2 separate regions of the Rattus norvegicus genome follow, and region 2 is linked to region 1. A link is a contact called in public Hi-C data. All regions are on one chromosome and are shown on one strand. Each heading gives the region's core, a stretch centred on a gene start, on an enhancer-like site or on the middle of the called end of the contact. The rest is flanking DNA. Distances are from core to core; before and after follow the strand shown. Region 1 holds the start of Ppp1r9a (protein phosphatase 1, regulatory subunit 9A). Region 2 overlaps Ppp1r9a (protein phosphatase 1, regulatory subunit 9A).

The links. A called contact is a pair of places that touch in the nucleus more often than the background predicts.
Region 2: a Hi-C map of kidney shows a contact between it and region 1, with 9 times the contacts expected there. The contact joins the enhancer-like site here to the promoter of Ppp1r9a in region 1. A contact is called at or near these places in 5 of 12 Hi-C or Micro-C datasets (Schwann cells, frontal cortex, kidney and 2 more).

Annotation. Positions count from the first base shown.
Region 1 is chr4:33,987,502-33,990,303 of GRCr8, reverse strand. It overlaps Ppp1r9a (protein phosphatase 1, regulatory subunit 9A), which reads right to left and starts at 1,477. Exons shown (of 21, transcript NM_001401497.1): 1 at 1,421-1,477.
Region 2 is chr4:34,204,185-34,206,957 of GRCr8, reverse strand. Ppp1r9a (protein phosphatase 1, regulatory subunit 9A) reads right to left here. Exons shown (of 21, transcript NM_001401497.1): 9 at 956-1,009. Among named protein-coding and RNA genes, the nearest start is that of Pon1, 82 kb to the left of the region's middle. Within about 2 kb of position 1,422, at least 52 of the 93 cell types and tissues checked have an H3K27ac peak or open chromatin away from gene starts, as enhancers often do. A contact at or near this core is called in kidney, where this site is marked.

The DNA of each region.
Region 1 (2,802 bases), core at 228-2,727:
CTTCTGGCCCCTAACTTACAAGATGGAAAAAAAAAGGAAAAGAAAGAAAGAAAGCAAACGCATGCTTGCTGTCTGTCCTCCAGCCCACAACTGGATTTTCTATCAATATGCCAGCAGTCCAACACTTCAGGCACTCAATGCAGTTCTAAATATTTTTCATTCAGGTTTGTTTTGTTTTGTTTTAATATCAGACGGAACCACATCACTCTCACGCACCATCAGCTGAGGAAGCCTATCTTTCACTTAAATCAGCTCCAAAACTCAGCTTGCTGGCCCAGCATGCATGCATGGCCCATTCAGGCAAACAAAACAAGAGAGGAGTGTGGTGCCTATGGTTTTGGGTTTGGTTTTATTCTTTTTCTTTATTTTTTATTTCTTTCTTTCTTTATTATTATTTTTTTTTTTTTTTTTTTTTGGAAAGCGTTGACAATGTCCTTTTACCCATAAACACCCTCCCCTCTCCCCTAGCTGCACACCCGCTCCCTCCCTCCGCCAATTCAAGCCCGAGGGGGCGGAGGCGGGGGCGAAGGGGCCGCCGGGGATTCAAAACCTGCCCTCACAAAAGACAAACATAAATAACACCAACTTGAGAGGCAGCCGATTCCCCAGCCTGGTTCGGGACGCAATACCTCGGCCCCGGGGCAGGGCCGGGAGAGCAGGTGACGCCAAGCGCTACGGTAGGAGGTCGCAGTCTAGCTTTGTGCCAAGAAGCACCTGAAGTCCTAACACATTGGCTGCGGCTCCCGGCGGCTGCCAGGCGGATCCCTGTGTGTGGCACCGGGAGGAGACAAGCTCGCCGGCCCCATTAAGCAGAGGGAGCAAATGCTAGGGTGATGACCACAAATGCCTCTTTTTTTTTTCACCCCGTGTGCCGGGAAACAATAGATCCCGCGAATAATGCCTCCGCTCCTCACCCCAGCGCTCCCGACCGCAGTCCACCCCCACCCGCCCGCGGGTCCGCCTTTGTGCACGCCGCCGCGTCCCCGCGCTCCCGCCGCCCCGCCACCCGCACGCCGCCCCCTTACCGAGCGGCCCGGGCGGGAGGTCGGACTCCTCCGGCGCTCCCCCCCGCCCCCCGTGACCGTGAGGGTTCGGCGCAGCCCGTGTGCCCTCCGCCCGCTCGTCACGGCGCGGCGCGCGCGGCGGCCGCCTGCACTCGCGCCTCGGCCCCCCACGCGCGTCTTGCCCGCGCGGGGCGGCCCCGGGACGCGCGCTGCGCTCCCTCCCCCCATCCAACCCCAGCCATGGCGGCCCGGCCTGGGGACCCGAAGCGCTAACACCCTCGCCTGCGGCCTGGGGTTGGGACGCCGCTCGGCCCACGTGCGGGGCCCCCACGCTGGGCCCTGAGGCCCGCGAGGCCCGGTGGACTAGGGGACAGGTCGTGGGGATGAGGAAGGCCCCGGGGTAACAGGTGCCTCACCTCGGCTGATGGGATTAACTCTAGGGCCGCAGAGAGAGGGAGCCCAGCAGCGAAATCCCAGGAGAGGGAGAGAGGGAGCCTCTGGCGGCCAACGAAGGGCGAAAAGCACCGGCCCGAGGCGAGGCCGCCCCACCCCCAAGACCGTGGGCGAGGGGGCTCTGGCACTTGGGGCAAGGCCTGTGCTTCTGGGGCCTGGCAAGTGTGGGTTCCAGGGCAGGGTTTGGACTCCCAGATGCTGTGGACTCCACAAAGTCTATAGTTAACCTGGTGACCCCAAGCATTCAAGGCCTCACAATGGCCTGGACTGGCCTAGAAGGCCAAGACCTAGGCCCTATTCTAGTGTGGTGTCCACTGGGATGACCTAGCTGGCCCTAAAGACCACACTGCTAGAAGGAAAGGGATGAAGAGGACTTTGGACTTTCTTCTTGTATATCTTTTCAGTTCACACTCCCTGCTTTTGCCCCTTTCTAAACCCTCAGTACACCCTCTCCTTCCACATATGTGAAGGGTTACCTACTTTTCTCCTACATACAAAATGAACTATGATGGTCAACATAGATCATTAATGCCTCCAAAAGCCCTGTGGGGACAGAGATATGATATTTGAAGAGACAAAATTGTGGTTTTGCCACACGTGTGAGATGCATACATAATCCCAACAACACCCAGGACAGGAGAATTGAGTTCCTAGACACCCTACAATGCAGTCATTGTCTGGAGATACAAAAAACAAGCAGCCGTGGTGGCTCATGACTTTAAGGCCAACAGAGAGGCAGAGGCAGATAATCTCAGAGTTTGAAACCACCCTGGACAACAGAGCTAATTCCCGGACAGCCAAGGCTGATCAGAGAAACCGAATCAGGAAAAGACAAATAGTAGCAACAATAGCTTGAAATTACGTGTGTGCATAGAAAAGGCAGCAAGATAACCCTCTCAATACAGGCAATCCACAAAGAGGCAAAAGTGCTTAATATTCTGTAGAACACTAACGCGTCAGATTTAGAATTTCAGTAGTATTAGCAGCCATGGCACCCATCAGGGTATGACTCAGTGCTGCCGCCCTTCAGGCTGACCTGTTCCATGCAGGGACGTGCATTGAAATAGCTACGAGCCAAGCTTAAGTAAGGATAGACTACAGATGACCTTGGAAGTACCTTATTTCTTTTCCAGGACATTTCCTAGGAATCTCAAACAAGAACTTCATTGGCAGTAAAGATAGCCTACCTTCCCATATCCAGATGATCTAGAATTTTACCTTATCATTTGAAACCCGGAGGGCACGCCTTTGGGACTACCCTGCTATCTCGTTTAAATTCCTTGCTCACCCTTTGAAGGCAATATTTTCAAAACTGACCTGAGTGGTATATATTGGAAATTACTGG
Region 2 (2,773 bases), core at 173-2,672, 220 kb before region 1:
CTTAAAACTTAAAATTCCCAGTGCATGGCTGCGACCACAAGCGATGTCTAAACACGTTTTGACGAAAGAGCTGCAAAGCGTATTAGTCAGGAAAGCCATTTAACCAAAGCAGCCGGCTAACTCGTCTCCATTTAAAACATGTGGAAAACCCAAAGCGAATACCCACTGTGAATCAGAAAACAGACCACTCGTGGGAGGGAATAATTATATCTTAATCTTAAAAAGATCATGGAAGCAATACACAATCGTTTGAAAGTCACTGAAGAGATCTTTAAGTCTCTGAAAACATACATTTGATAGAACTGAACAACAATAGCTAGAATTGTATCTTGCACAAGAATTTTACAGTTTACTTGGATCTCTCACTATTTCATAGAGATTAAAAATATATTTTTACTAATATTCTTTCTCTTCAACAAATCTAAAAAATGTGAACTTAGTATATCTAAAGATTCCCAGTAGCACCTGAATCTACATCAGTTACACAGCACAGAGAATGACCGTATAATCTTCACTTCTTAAACATGGGAAGACTTTTTTTCTAAAAAGAAATTAATGTTCCACATTAAAACAATACATTGCTTCCAGTAAATTAGCTGAAATTATTATAAGGTAAATGACAAAAAAAAGGAGATTTGAAATACCAGCTTGTACTTAAGAAATTAGTACACAGTTCAGATGCTTGAGCCATTAAAAATATTTTTGAAGAAATTTCAGAGAGAATAAATAATATAAATCTATTTAAAATATCAAGTGCCCTGTGGCCTTCTCTGGGTTGTGTGCGGGTGTGCTCGCCCTCAAGGAAGGTCTGTCTGTACTTGATGTTGGAAATGAACCTCTCATGTAAATATGCTCTCAGATGCACGGGAGCAAATCCATTACTCCTAGGCTTCAAATTCCTCAGAGTATCTGAAGTTTAAAGAGTACAATTCAAACACCACGGAGCGGTGCTTACCTTGGTCTTCAATTTTTGAATCTCTGCTTCTGTAACTGCATGTTTGATTTGCAACTGAAAATTGAAAAGAAAAACATCTCAACTAAGAGTGTTTCTATATTTTTAAAGACTCAGCAGCGAGAAGAATATCTTATGACACAATTTTAAAAAAAGCTTAAGAAGCTGCTGCAATGCAGCAGGTTGTAAATTACAATGTCTAGAAAGTAAAATGACTCAGTGGGTGCAAACTAATTAAACACCGGGTTTATGACTCACGGTCCCTAATATCCGATTAAGTTACCAGTTTAATTGCTAAAGTGCCAAAGAAAAGAAGACTCATTTCTTGGCCTCTGCAGCTCTTCCTTTATGATCTGAGCGTCCAGGAGCTGTTTCCTTGCCGAGGCTCGCCCACAGAATGGCTCGAGCCAGCCAGTCAACAGGCCTGGTACAGAGTGAAGATTCAGTCCCACATCGTGCAGAAAGATGGCGCTGTGGCTCTGTGAGTCGCTCTCACATTCCGCAGAGCGGCTCTGCAGCAGAGGAAGGAGGGACGGGGACGCAGTGGCACAGAAATCTCCGGTTTGTTTCCGTTCCTTTTTAATCGCAGGAAAGGTACAGATTCAAATTTCTGCCTTCCAAAAGATCTACCCGAATAAAGACTCCGGCCCCCAAAGCATTTTCTTTACAACACAATAGTCGTCTTTGCCATTTGTTTGCTTTATTCTCCTCCCCCAACCCCCACCGTTTTCCTTCTAGGGGTCTTCAATGCACCATTCATTTTTTTTAAGGGCTAAACGCCCTTGAATTTAAGGAAAACAGTTTATAGGTTCACAATTTGTTCTCTGGATGTTTTTAATGGAAAGGATGTTTTTGAAATTCCAAATTCTCCTGGTTTTAGAGGTCCAAATAGGAGTTTTTATCAGCCCACTGGAGGGTGGGGGGAGAGGCACTCTGAAACCCAGCCCATGAACATTTTCTGCCACGCAGCTGAGCACAGCCACTAAGTGAGGCTTGTGGCACCCTGTTTCTTTTGGCGATATTGTATCCCTAGTTGGTTTGCCACAAAGTTACTGAAGACCACTATCCCCCCCCTTCTTATTTTGGTCCAAATTACTGTGGTGTTAGAACTGCACAGAATCTGGGTTTCTTGGTTTCATGCCATAACCTTAGTGGTCTGTCTGGCTCAGATGCCATTAACAGATACCCAAAGTGTGAGTGTGCCAGGCAAGGAAGATACATCAAGCTTTCTCAGTGAAAATACTGGCAGAGGTCTTTTGTGCTCACCAGAAACCCTGGTCTATACAGATCTTCCTGATGCCTACAATGCTGGCCCCTCGGCCTCACTACCTAGAGAGCCCTCTGACTATAAGCCCTTGGTGAGCACAATGGTCCAGAGTCTTCACACTCCCATTTTGGGGAAACTGAGGCTCAGAGCAAATGACCAACCTGTCTAATTATACAACAAATCAACACTAGAACTGGACTAGAACTTAGGTTCTGATATTTCTCTTCAAAAAGAAAGATGAACTTTATAAACATCTATTGAGGAGGGGTTCTAGGCAAGATGCTATGAAGATAACAAGTCCTCTCTCAAATAAACAGTCATGGTAACCTACCAGTCAAGAATGAAGCCACTAAAGGTCATACGTACTTAGACATTGTACATATTCTTTTTTTTTTTTCTTTTTTCTTTTTTTCGGAGCTGGGGACCGAACCCAGGGCCTTGCGCTTGCTAGGCAAGCGCTCTACCACTGAGCTAAATCCCCAACCCCGACATTGTACATATTCTTGAACATACAACATGGAGATGTATATACAACCACAGGAGTTATTTTCCAG